Regions from separate parts of the Mus musculus genome. Here region 1 is linked to region 2. A link is a contact called in public HiCAR-type data. All regions are on one chromosome and are shown on one strand. The core of a region is the stretch at or near the end of the contact, and the rest is flanking DNA. Distances in the headings are between cores, read along the strand shown.

Evidence for each region. HiCAR-type assays count read pairs that join an accessible place to other places.
Region 1: a contact with region 2 is called in a HiCAR-type map of embryonic stem cells, with 4 times the contacts expected there. The contact joins two enhancer-like sites. A contact is called at or near these places in 1 of 39 promoter capture datasets (cranial neural crest) and 3 of 115 datasets of contacts at active chromatin or transcription factors (embryonic stem cells and epiblast stem cells).

Annotation. Positions count from the first base shown.
Region 1 is chrX:19,901,245-19,908,226 of GRCm38.p6, forward strand. No RefSeq gene overlaps it. Among named protein-coding and RNA genes, the nearest start is that of Gm23678, 140 kb to the left of the region's middle. Within about 2 kb of position 5,592, at least 31 of the 459 cell types and tissues checked have an H3K27ac peak or open chromatin away from gene starts, as enhancers often do. A contact at or near this core is called in embryonic stem cells, where this site is marked.
Region 2 is chrX:19,338,057-19,344,704 of GRCm38.p6, forward strand. No RefSeq gene overlaps it. Among named protein-coding and RNA genes, the nearest start is that of Gm22783, 14 kb to the right of the region's middle. Within about 2 kb of position 3,390, at least 5 of the 459 cell types and tissues checked have an H3K27ac peak or open chromatin away from gene starts, as enhancers often do. A contact at or near this core is called in embryonic stem cells, where this site is marked.

The sequences.
Region 1 (6,982 bases), core at 4,342-6,841, 570 kb after region 2:
CCAACTACAAAAGGCTATACTCAACAAAACTGGAAAATCTGGATGAAATGGACAACTTTCTAGGCAGATACCAAACACCAAACTTAAACCAGGATCAGATAAACCATCTAAACAGTCCCATAACCCATACAGAAATAGAAGTCATTAAAAGTCTCCCAACCAAATAAAAAAGCCCAGAACCATCTGGTTTTAGTGCAGAATTCTATCAAACCTTAAAAAAAGACCTAATACCAGTATTCCTCAAACTATTCCACAAAATAGAAACAGAAGGAACACTATTCAATTCATTCTATGATGCCACATTTATGCTGCATATTGTCCCTAGGAGTTGAATGGTTTCTGTCTAATCAGGAACTTGTCACAGATTCCTTTCATAGAGGACTTCATAAAAGATTTTTTTCTATTTCTATCATGTTTAATGTTCCAAACACATTTTAAAAACTGGTTGAGTGCATATTTTAGCTTCAAAAGATATCATGTATCATTAAGAGGCATTTAACTATTATAAATTATTTTGATGACTTAAAATGTCAATACTAGCTGCATATGTATCAAAAGATGGCCTAGTCGGCCATCACTGAAAAGAGAGGCCCATTGGACAGGCAAACTTTATATGCCCCAGTACAGGGGAACGCCAGGGCCAAAAAATGGGAATGGGTGGGTAGGGGAGTGGGGGGGGTGAGGGGGGGGACTTTTGGGATAGCGTTGGAAATGTAATTGAAGAAAATACGTAATAAAAAAATGTCAATACTGAGTTGTATATTTTAAAATAAATTGTATTAGTTTAATAATTAAAAAGTTGGCTATAAAAGTATTCCAATTCCCTTTAAGAAAATGCATCTTAATTTATAATCAATGCAGGCATCCCCTGAAGTTGAAATTTTAGTTTTGCTGGGTTACTTCGGAAATGGTGAGCACAAATCTACATTTTATATAATCATACCAGTTTATTTTTATGTGTGTGGTGCAAAAAACCAAGATTTTCAGAAAGAATACCAACTAGTTAAAATTCTTTTGTATATGTCCCACTAAATTATTTTAAGTACTTTATAATATTTTAAATCATATTTTAGTGATCCAATAAATAAAACAAATGTTCAGAAATTTTAAAAAACTTGACTAATACCAAAACCAAAATTACAGACATGTGCATGGGAGTCCACAAAGCAATCAAATTGAGGAATTTGGGGTTGCTGGGGCAGCTGTGACCACATTCCTGCCTTGTAGTAAAGGTCACAGTCAAGGCCTCTGCAACAAAACAGACTGACAAAAGAAAGGCATAGCAAATTTACTTCAGGTTTTACAGGGCACATGAGTCTTCATATTGAAGACCCAAATCGGGGGAAACGATTTCTATGTTTCAGAATGGACAGCCATGTAGAATGTAATGATACAAAAGCATGTGGATGTCATGCTAACAGGCCAAGGGGTTGAGCCAACCCCTGTCAGGTGGGATTTTTCTTGCCTTCACTCTAGCATACCCAGCTATGGACAGGACATATCCGGAATGAGAGACTTCAAAAGAAAAGAGACAGCATGGCCTTTCCAGCCTGTACAGCTTGCTTTGATGAAATGGAATTTCAGTTTCTATAAGCCACCTTGGAGCAAAGGAAATCTGGTTTCAATGATCCATTTTGGGGCCAGTATGTGACAGAGACAGCAGACATAGAGGCAGGAGAAAGGTCAGAGAGACACTTGGCTCCTGACCCCTTCCAGTTTCCACTGACTCAAAGATACTGTGCTTTGGGATATTTTTTGGACTCCATTAGGGGCTAATTCGAATATTAGGCTAGATGAAGGAAATGGAGCTTGGTGCTTCTGGGGGGAATAAGTTATGAGAAGGTGACTAAAAGCTGTTTGCTAAAGTAATTAAACAGATAAGAGACATCTCAGTTTCTAAAAGCTGTCTTCAGGGTAGCTCTCTTCCTGGTATGCCAGAGAGGCTCTGTTATATTACTGGAAATTTTGGAGACCTCTACATGGGATACCACATACTGCCAAGGAAATTAAGGTGCTCTTCTTCAGGTTCTTGGTCTCATTAATAAAAAAAAAAAATTTAAGAACAGACTCAGGAGAGAAGTAATAGCCTGGAAAGAGTGAGAAAGGCCAGAATGTCTGGAAAAGCCCACCTCTGCATTAGCAATCATCTGAAAGAAATCATAAGAGGTATGAGGAGGAGGAAGGGGAAAAAGCGGAGGAAGAGGGAAGAAGGAAAGAAGGAAGTATGTTACAACTTAGGCAAGTAAACCTTACAAAACCACTGTAGCAATTCCACCGAGGAGGTGGGTGGGGTAGGTCTAAGAAAAAAAAGTACATTATCTCATGAAAAGAAAAATTATTCCTCCCATCTATTTAGCATAGCCTTAGGTGAATCTGCTTTCTAGGGGATGGTCCTGTTACTAGAATTTTGGAGTCATTCATGGCTGCTGGATGATACAGGGGAAATGGGTTCCCATTCCCCGCTTGAGGTTCTTAACATCATTATTAAAAACAAATTTAAGGATAAACTAAAAAAAAAAATTGGAGATGTAAAGAAAATTGTGTTACAGTTTAGAAGAAGAATTCCTCAGAGCAGGCAAGCTGTAACACCTCTGCAGCTGCTCAGAGGAGGAGAATGGAGGAGGAGAAAAAGAAAAGCTTAAGCCGGCACAGATGTCAGACATATAATGGACAACTATCTACATGGTAGGGAGGGAGAGCTATGAAGAAAGAGATAAGGAAGCCTCAAATGTTGATGAACTCTAATATGTTAAGGAAAGCATGTTTTAAAATGACATTGGAAAAAACGGAGAAGTTGGAAAGCTGTAAGGTTACAGCCCAGTAATTGCACTGGACAGGAAAGATTATAGTTTCTCATGAAAGGGATAACTATTCAGCCTAACTCTTTAGTGTGGTGAACCTCCCCCTTCCTAAGGGTGCTCCCCGGTCATTGGCCCACCCCAAATGAAAAGTTAGGTCTCCATCCAGTCCAGATATTCCAACTTCTTGACAAGAAGGAAATAGCATTTCACTAATGGGCCTATAATGCTACTGTGACAGCACATTTCCAAATGGAAGTTTATGTGACCTTCATAAAGCCAAATGTATGTGCTCCTGGTGCGTTCACAGAGAGAAAGAAGGCTTAGACCTAAAAGCATTTATTTAGCTCATAACCATACTTAAGCCAAATTGACATTTTGGATCTCGTTCCCCATCTCACTGTCTGATTAGTAAATACATATGGACTGAGAACAGAACATGCCCATATCACAGCTAAGGGCTTTGGTGGCTGCTCTGTGGTTCCCACTTAACAGAACTTGGCAACAAGAACCAAAGACCAGTCACAAAAGGAAAAGTACAAAGGGAACATCCAGCTTTCCTTTGGTGACTGCCAAGATCCCATCAATCTCCATGCCAGCCCTGGGAAAGCTGGAAAAGGGGCCTCACACCCTAGGAAGGAGGGGCCTGGGCAAGTGGGTAATGAGTCAGAAAGGAATGTGTACTAACCAACACCCGAATGCCGGCCTGCCTGCCAACTTGAAGAGGACCCAAGTAAATTCCTTTCCACATACCAGGGGCCCACATCACTCCAGAAGGCAGTGTTTCCATGTGAGAGTCTACCCTGCACTTTGCAGAACAGAAGGCTGCTTATTTGCACTTAGATGGAACTCTGCCACCACCATACCTGTCTCACTCCAGTTTTCTTGGCACTAATCAGGGTTGCCTTTTAAAATTCTCTCACAGTGTACTTCCTGAGGTGGCCCCACTGCTCGCGGGGAAAACCCAGGGACAAGGCTGAGGAAGGCATGTAAGCTTGTGTTAATAAAGTCCTGTGCCACTTTGGCCTTTTATTTGTCTTTAAATAAATAAGCCTGGAACACAAGTTCCTGAATTTGAAAACAGATGATTTTTAAAGCAGATTTCTTAGGCTACAAAATTTAAAATTTCAGTCAAAGACCAAGAATTCTCCAGTGTCACTTTGCTATGCCTCTTAGTCTCTCCACTGGTGTCTAGTAGGAATGGCCTTCACCAAAAGAGCCCACACTTCCTATCTTTTCTTTTAGAAGACTGTCAAGAGACAGTGGTCCTCTTAGGAAGCCCCACAGGGTCCGAGAGTAGTGGTGTTTACAACTAATTGATCACAACCAGGAAGCCCCACAGACCCTTTGAGGACACAGAAACACACACTCTTTAAGTAGGAAAGCTGGGGATACCCCTGCTCTCTGTTTTATCTGATTCACAGGGCCGATTAGAGGACTCCTTCCCAAATGAATTCAGAATGGCCATCAATAGTTACACACTTATTAGCCCAAACAGACAAAGAGTATGGTTTCTCTCTTATGGAGTCTCAATCCTTCTAGCAGTGCTTCCTTTCTACAGCAAGAGTTCTGCCAAATGCTCAGAGACAGGTCCAAAAGAGGCAGTGTCTACAACCCTCTCTTCTCAAAGGAGCTACCCACCCACAAGGGTATGGTTGTTTTAGAGGAAAGATTTCAAAACCCACTGCACTCTTTATAGATGTTAAAACCAACCAAACAAACTATGTGGCTGTGTTTTGTCAGGGATGGGTGAGAGGAAAAGAGGTACACTGGGTACTTGTCTTCCTGCCTTCTTTTAAAAACAAAATGCCTTGCCTGGGGTAGAGGCAATTCATACTTCGATGGAAAATTCTTTATTGCTTCTAGCTCCTGCTTCCTGTGTTATCTGATTGTGATTCCATGGTTGATGAAGCTACTTCACAACTCATAGTTTTGGGCAAGTGGTAGGTAAGCAAATTCTGTCTTGTTCGCGTCAGCTGACTTCCTTCTCCAGGGGGAAGAAAAACCATAGTTTTCCTTCATTTGTAATTCACTTCAGCACCACCACCATCCATTCACAATCAGGGTAGCTGCAATCTTTCAAAGGCTTATTTAATTTATGTGTGTTATATATGTGTGTGTGTGTACATGTGTGTGCAGGTGCCTTTGAAGGTTAGAAACTGGGCATTAGATCCCGTGGGGCTAGAGTTACAGATGTTTGTAAGACACCAGATGTGAGCACTAGGATCTGAACTCTCATCCTCTGATAAAGTAAGAAGTGCTAAACTTAGTGTTGAGCCTGCTCTCCAGCCCCTGGCCTGTTTATTTTTAAAGCCTGGTAATAACATCTGGCTGGTCCCTTCAACTATAGGAATAACATTTTCTTATGACCCTGTTAATATCTCTGTGAACAGAAAGTTTACTGTAACAGCAACAGCCACCCCCTCTGAAGTTCCTGTACTTTGCCAAGTGATCTACATATTAGGGACAGATGCCTTTTACAAAGCAGTACTCCAAGGGAAAACAAAAAAGTGGTCCTTTCAAAAGACTTGGATCTTGCCCCTCACTTGCCCCTGTGAGCCTCTCTGTTTAACAAAGCTGTCTAAACTAAGATTCGAGTTAATTGTCAGCAGAACACATTTTTCCCACTGTAGAAAGTCTTATTTCAAAGTATGTTGATTGCCTGCTGGGTTTTTTTCCCCCCATGCTCTCCACTGTAGGTTGCTGCTTGGGAGAGCTGAGACCCAGCCACTAGGCAGAGCTGAGTTTCAGTTAGCTTCCTTGAACCAACCCCCCCCCCCCTGTGCCCTGCCAGCATTCAGTGATCAGTGGGATTCCTGGAATTCCTGGCATAGCACAGAAGCCCTGTTTGGCCTAGTAAGTGCCCTTGAACCAAGGTTCTGACCCCAAGATTGCATTTTATTCTTTTATTCACATCCAGAGGTTAATACTTATTTATGTAAATCCTCTGCCAGGGATTAGTTCATCTTGACCCCTTGGTTTTTGATTGCTCTAATGGTCTCAGGTGTTTTGTTAGAGCCTTTTGGTACCCTCTTTTCACTGAAAGACTAAGGTCAGCAAGAATTCAATCACAAAAAGAAGAGAGTGGGGCACTTAGAAATGTTGAAAAGGCCTGCTTTGAAGTGTTCTAAGGAGCTTTCAGAGGCCACCCAGTTTACAAGGTTAAAACAAAGCTGTAACCTAGTGAACCCTACTTAATTCATGGAAAATAAGCTTTCACTACACTGCATCCTCACAAAAGTTTTTAGAGGAGAAGATGTTCAGTGGCCATCTCCTAGAGACCAGCTCTACAACTAAAGAAATCAGTATTACAAGAGTATTTGAAGACCATTTCCAAGCAAAGGAAAAATCATGACCCTCCTGAGGTATAAACAGGAACATGTGGAAATTCTATGTTGCTCTTATAATTGAGGGAACTGGGCAGCTGTTATAATGATTTTGATTATTGTTGTTTTTAATAACCAGCCCTCATTGACAGGGAAAGTGGAAATGTTGAAGTGAGTTGTAAATGGATGCAAACTGTTTTCTGTTCCCCTATGCTCCATGGGAGAAGAGAGTTAGCTGAACAAGGCAAGACAGGGTATGCACCATCAGATAACACGTGGAAGTATATGCAGGTTTTCATTGAAGCATAGATTGCCTGTTTTTTAAATTTTAATTAGTTAATAGACTATATTTATCTTGGTCAGTGTTCTATTGATGTAAAGAGACACCAGTACCACAGCAACTCTAATAAAAGGAAGCATTTAATTGGTGGCATGAAGAGGGACATAGTGCTAGAGAACCAGCTGAGAGTTTTCCATCTGGATCTGCAGATAGTAGGAAGACAAAGAGACACTAGGCCTGGCATTTGAAACTCCAAACCGAACTCCAGTGATACACTTCCTCCAACAAGGCTATTACTTCTCAAGTAATGCCACTTCCTGGTGACCAAGCATTCAAATCTATGAGCCTCTGGGGGCCATTCTCATTTAAACCACTTTTTTTTTTTTTTTTTTGAGATTTGAGACACAGTCTCACTATGTATTTCTAGCTGGTCTAGAACACACTATGCAAATCAGGCTGGCATTGAACTCAGAGATCCTCCTGCTACTTCTGCCTCCTGAGTGCTAGAATCATACACCATGACTTTCACTTTTTAAATGGGGATAAAAGAGAAGTATCTGGTCCATCCACCTATCCAC
Region 2 (6,648 bases), core at 2,140-4,639:
GGGTGTGTTGGGGTTTCCCGGACTTGTTGTGTTGGGCATACTGGGTTCTGATGATGCCCAGTGTTCTTGGTTTCTGTTAGTAAGATTCTTACATTTGCTTTCGTCATCTGGAAATCTCTTGTGTTAATGTTCAAGCTGTCTCTCATTGGAGCTTGATCCTCCTGTGATTCTGTTAGCCTCTGTCAGCACTCCTGGGAGTCCAACTCTCTCCTGAGTTTCAGTGGTCAGAGCACTCTCTGCAGGCAAGCTCTCCTCTTTCAGGGCAGGTGTCCAGCAGTCTGGAGCTCTGATCTACCTCCTGAGTTCTGGGGTCAGAACCCTCCTTGAAGGCTGACTCTCCTCTGGCAAGGAATGTTTCCAGAAGTTTGGGTCTCAGCTCCACCTCCTGGCTGAGGATGAAGGCCTGATGGGACCCTGACCAAGAAGCTCTGTTGCTTCTATTGCTCTCAGGTGATCAGGAGTTCCTGGGTGTTGTAGTGGTCCTGCAGCATGGAGAGTACTCTGGTGCTCTAGATGCCCTCAGCCAGGTTCAGGCTGAAGATGGAGGGGCTGGCCCTGACCTAAATTGATCCCAGCCTCTGGTCAGTCGGGGTTCCTTTGTCCCTGTTCCTGCTGGCACAAGACCCTCTGCGATTCTTGAAGCTGATGTTGTGTTCCACTCACCCATGATTCCTAGGTGATCTCAAGGTCCTGTGGTGTGGAGAGAACTCTGGAGTCCCAGCAGCCTCTGCTGGGCTCAGAAGGAAGATGGTGGGGGTGGCCCTAATGGGAATGGATTGACTCAATAATCTTTACAGAACTATGTAATCAGCAAATGGTTATTGAGCTGAAAAATTAGCATTTATTCTATATTTTCTTCTTCTTCGGACTGTTTTATTGACTGAACCCCTTCTGTAGTTCTGTGTTGATCATCCAGGTGAAACAAACTGATGCACAATTTATAGGCTGTCATACTTTCCGAATCCATCCATAATCTGTAAAAGTCTCATGAATTCAAAATGAAAGATCATTGTTTTCACCATGTCATGGATAAATATTCCAGCAGATAATTTTACCAGGGAACAGAGTGGATTTTCTCCTGTTCTTTATATTGTTGTATGTGGGTTACCTCACATAGGCAAGTGTATTGCTTTCCATATTAGATGTCCTTAAGGAAAAAAAGCAAATTACAAAGTTAATCAGTGAAGTTTTCCATTAAGCAGATCACCTGATTAATCTGTCAGGAAAACCTTTGATGAGTTTGGAAGAGTTGTCATGGTAACTCAGAAATGTCCAGAGATTAACCTTGCCTCAAGTACATGGAGGAAGACTTTCATAATTCATATCACATACGTGCCTTAGTGTGTATCATGTCCACCCAACCCTGCCCTACCCTGGCTTCATAGAAGGAATCATGGTAGAGGCTCTGGGGCATAGAAGATGTGTATAAGAAATACTCTGTATTTTCAAAAGTTTGTCAAAGCACCAGAGTGAGGGACAAAAATAACTGTAACATAACACAAAAAGAAAAGTACTGTAGAAAAGATGAAGCAGGCTCTGGGATGGTGGAGTGGTTAGTTACAACTCTCCTCAATCTCTCCTAGCTATGAGGAGTAACAACTGTTTCAAACTGGGTGTTTGACTGGGTGGTGAAATATTCTTAATGTTGTTGTGAATTTGTCAACAAAGCTGATCTTCTGCTCTGAATAACAACTTCAGCAAACACCTCCTTTCTCTTAGGTCTATCTAACCTTTACACCTTTCTACAGGCTGGCACTCTTCACTATTCTCCCCGAAAGTACACCAGAATACTTGCTTCCTAATTAAAGTCCACTTCCATTATCTTGAACTTGTATTTGCTTCTCTTCCTCCTTCCTTCTTTCTTTCCTTCCTTCCTCCATTCCTCCCTCCCTACCTCCCTTCCTTCCTTCCTCCCTCCTTTCTTATCTTTTCCTTCTTTCAACCTACACCCCATTTTGTCTTTGAGACATAGTTCACATATAATGCAGACTGGCCTCAACTTCTCATGTAGCTGAAGATGAGCTTGACCTAGTAATCTTCATGCCTCTACCACCCAAGTGCTATGATTACAAATGTGCACAGCTACAAATGACTCAAACTTGGGTTTTCTGAAACTACCCTATGATTATGTTGGTTTTCTATTCCTGACAACGTAGAAAAATATCACTTTTATTAATAAAATAAATATCCCAAAGAAAGCACAAATACATGCTACTTTCAAATATGAATGTTTATGAAACACATAAAACCAAGTACTTTCAGAAGCTGCATCTTAAAGGATCCCTTGGAGGATCTTTCTGACAAATATGTGAGTTAAAGCTTCTGAAAATAAAAGTGTAATGAAGTTGTGACAGATGGACCCCCCCCTTCTTTCCTGGTAAACCTTTCTCTAGTTGCCTGAATCATGCATGATTGGGGTCATCTGTCTCAATTTTTTTCTCTGCTGATTTGTTGTGGATAAATGCTTCTAAAACCTCTGAAAAGCAAATGCTAGTGGGAGGCAGTTTCCATGGTGACTTTGGAGTTTGTATTGTTGTTTTTAGACATCATAAACATGGGGGTTGCTTTTTCTTGTTGCTATGCACATCTTACATACAAATTTTTAAAACAGGACATAGGGAAGAAGGTGAGGAAGGTGTAGCCACCCTAATATTAGGTCTGGGTATCCTATGGTTTTCATCATTAATCATTGTCTCTTGGTTTGATGAGCTTAACTGCATCATTTGGTGCTGAATCTGATCCTAAGTAGTCACACAACCCAGATAACCAGACAGGCATATCAACAGAGATTTGTAAGCAGCAAATACAGAAAAGGTTGGGAATAGGCTTATTATCACAAGTGAATGAAAGGTGACAACGCAGCTTAATAAAGCAGAAAAGACATTACTTATTTTCTTCCAAACTCATTGCTTCTGTAACTTAAAATATGTTTTGTTGTTGCTGTTTATTTATTTGGTTAATTGGTTGTGCTTATTTGTTTCTCTTTGTTTTTTTTTTAATTTTTTATTTTTTTTAATTTTTGATATACTATCTCACTTTATAGACCAGGCTTTTTCAAACTATGTAATACTTAGTATAAGAAGTAGTAAGAGCCATCGTTTCCTCCAAAGTCAAAATAGAAGGTGATAAACCACATCCCCGTTTGAGCATAGTTGCAAATGAATGTAAGAGACTCCTGAAATTGTCCTGTGTGTTTATGGAGTAGTCTAGAATTTGGAGAAGTTCAAGAGTAGAAGATGCTGACTGTTGATTCCCTATCACGATCCCTGCTTTTAGTACTGTTTCTGCTTCTCACTTCCCTGGACCTTTGCGGCTGAGAGTGCCTTTGGTGCCTCATCAGCATTTGATGAATCCAGGAGTAATAGAGCCATCAGGTCTCAGGAGTACCACACACTCTTTGCCAGGCACACTTCAGTGAAGTCTGCTTGACAGGCTGAGAAGCCTGGGAGCACTCATGAGGCATAGAGTTTCAAAAGGAACTTACCTCCTGGAGCTTTGGCATTCTCATTAACCCATACACTCATACCCTATCCCCTAGTGTATGGATCCATGTACTCTCTTTTAGTATTATTTTATTATAAGTGTCTTTTAAGATTGAATTCTGACATAGCTAAAGCCTCCCAGCAGTGTTCCAATGTTCCAGAAGCCGAGGAGCTTGGAATCTGGTAGGAATGCAGGAAGGAAGTTACCTATTCAGTAACTAATTAAGCATTACAAAAGACTGGTGGGGTCTTTTGTACCAGGGCTGGTCTGCAGAGTGTTTACTAAGTACAGTCTCACCCAAACAAGGGAATACCTTGAAAGAGCCAGGGAATCCCACTGAGATAGAAATCTTCAGTACAGGCTACATTGCATATTAGAAGCAAGTTGGTGAATTCTTCTGACAAATGGAGATTATCCACAGATACTTAAAAGTTACACTCATACCAGGGCCCAGGAAATAGGGGGGTTGTGGTATTGCAGTATTCATGAGAAGGTCAGCTAGAGCAGAACCTCTGGTGGTGGGCTTAACAATAGACTAGCTTTACACCTTGCTCCATTCTTAGTGGCAGCAGCCTGGTCCCCACCTTCTTTTGATGTATACATTCCTTTTGTATTGTGTTACAGTAACTTGGTGAATATATCTCCCCTGGTTTCTTGTTATTCTTCTGTATAAAAAGTTTGATGCTCCACTTGACAAATTACATTCAGATTCTACACAATTTCCTGTGTGCATATGTCTGTCATTCGCCCACTCCTTGCCCACCTGCAACTAGAGACCCGGTTCCATGAAAACAAAGGGACCCAAAGGGTCTACAGCAAATGTTGACTCTCAGAAGTGTGAGAATACATACCTCAGATTCTGTAACATTCACAGTACTTTTTTTTTTTCTGTGTAGTTTTTGTCTTGGCTTTTCAAAACAGGAGTTCTTTATGTAGCTCTGTCTGTTCTGGAACACACTGTGTAGAAAATGCTGGCCTAGAACTCAGATATAAACCTGCCCCTAAAGCAAGTGCCACCACACCTAAGGCAAGTGCCACCACACCTGGCCACAGTGCTGTTTTCGAATTGTGTGGTTTTCAAAAAATTGGGGTTCATTATTTGTTTATTTATCAATTGATTTTGAAACCACATCTCACCCTGTAGCCCAGACTGGACTTAATTTCATAGCAAATTTCTGAGTGCCAGGATCACAGACTTGAGCGGCCATGCTTATATTGAACCTATATATTGGGTGTTCAAAGATAGCTAAGCAAATTTGCTCTGTACTGTAAGTATAAAATACACACCAGGTTTCAAAAGTTTACTATGAAATAAAGACTGTAAAACATCTCATTGTTATTTTTCATATAGATTGTATGTTGCAAGGACATTTTGAATATGTAGTGATAAATGAAACAATACTGTCATCAATTTCACCTGTCACTTTGTTCTCTTTGTATGTCTGGAAATTTTAACTATAAAATATGAAATTTCTTTAGTAATCTCTTTACAAAAATTAAACATAAAATAAAGTATTTCTCATTTAATTTGTTTCTGTTTTTTCATGCAAATTACTTTGTATAGAACCATTTGTTGTATAGATCTAAGATGACTCAGTGGGTAAAGATGCTCACACACAGGCCTAGCATCTGTTTGATCCTCAGATCCCATAAGTTTGTAGAAGACGGTGACTTTCTAAGAGAGTTGTCCTCTGATATCCATATGTATGCTTCTCTCTCTCTCTCTCTCTCTCTCTCTCTCACACACACACACACACACACACACACACACACACAGACACACTCATACAAACACACATACAGAAACATAAACGCACACATGCACACATACACACACACACACACACACACAGACACATACACATACACCACCACCACCACCACAACAACAACAACAAATTAATTTAAAATCTTGAGAACATGTAGTTGTACTGATTTCTAACTTTGATATTTTTTTGTTGGCTTCAATTCTTTCCTTTATTTGTATAAACAATGTTCCTCCCACCCCCAAGACTTCCTTTAAGAGTCTATTAGTACATTTCTATAGTTTGAATGTGATAAACTTATTTTTTCCTTATTTTGTTTGAGGTTCTCTGGGTTTCATGAACATGAACTTTTGCATCAGTCCTTAATTTGAGAAATGCTTAGCCATAATTTCTTTTCTTTCTTCTGTTCTTTGGAATTGATACCAATCCCACATATGATCAAATATATGACACTATAGTTTTTTATATTTTTCCTTTTCTCATATTTTCCCTCTTTGTGTTGCAGTATGAATAATTTTCATTGATCTATCTTCAGGTTCGCTAATTCTCTCCATGGTTATGTCAGTTGTAGCAATGAGCCCAGAAAAATCATTCTTGTTTAAGATCTACTTTCCAAAAAAGAACTTTTAATATTTATTTTTATGTGTATGTGTTGCATTTGCTGTATGTGAATTGAATGCATGAAGGTGTCTATATAATCCAAAAGGCAATGTCAGGTACCCTAGAACTGGAGTTACAAGCAGTTGTGAGTCACTTGATACACATGTTGGGAAATGGGTCTTCAAGAAGAACACTTAATTGCTGAGCCATTTCTCCAGTCCTGCAGAAATACCCTTTATGTCTTTTTTTCACTTTTGATATTTCAATATTATTTCTTATAGTTTTCTCTGCTATATTGACCACTCCACTGTACGTGCTAGCCACTGTTTCTGCTGGTATCTTTGATATATTAATCATAGGGTTTTTTTGTTTTATTTTTTTTTGTTTGTTTTTTATTTTTTGTTTTTGAATACCAAGTCAAGGTAGTTCCAACATTTCTTACCTTATCTGAGTCTGGTAATGATGATTATTTAACCTCCTATGTGTTGCTTTTTCCTCCTTTTCTGCATGCCTTGCAATATTTCTCCACAGATGCACATGTGGTACAGGACTGTACAAAGTTAAGTAAATAGGTTTTTTTCTGTGTGGAAATGGGAATGCTTTCCTTTTGCTAGGCCCTTATCTAGTCCATGATCTTCTGTTAATATCATTATGAGCCGGGCTTGTTGTGTGCATTTGTTGTTGCTATGGTTAACCTCAGTTCACACAGACTTAAAACTCCAATTCAGATAATTGCTTGTAGGGCAGGTGGTGAGCATGGTTAGTAGAGCAATGTTTATTTGAGTCTAGGTTTAAGACT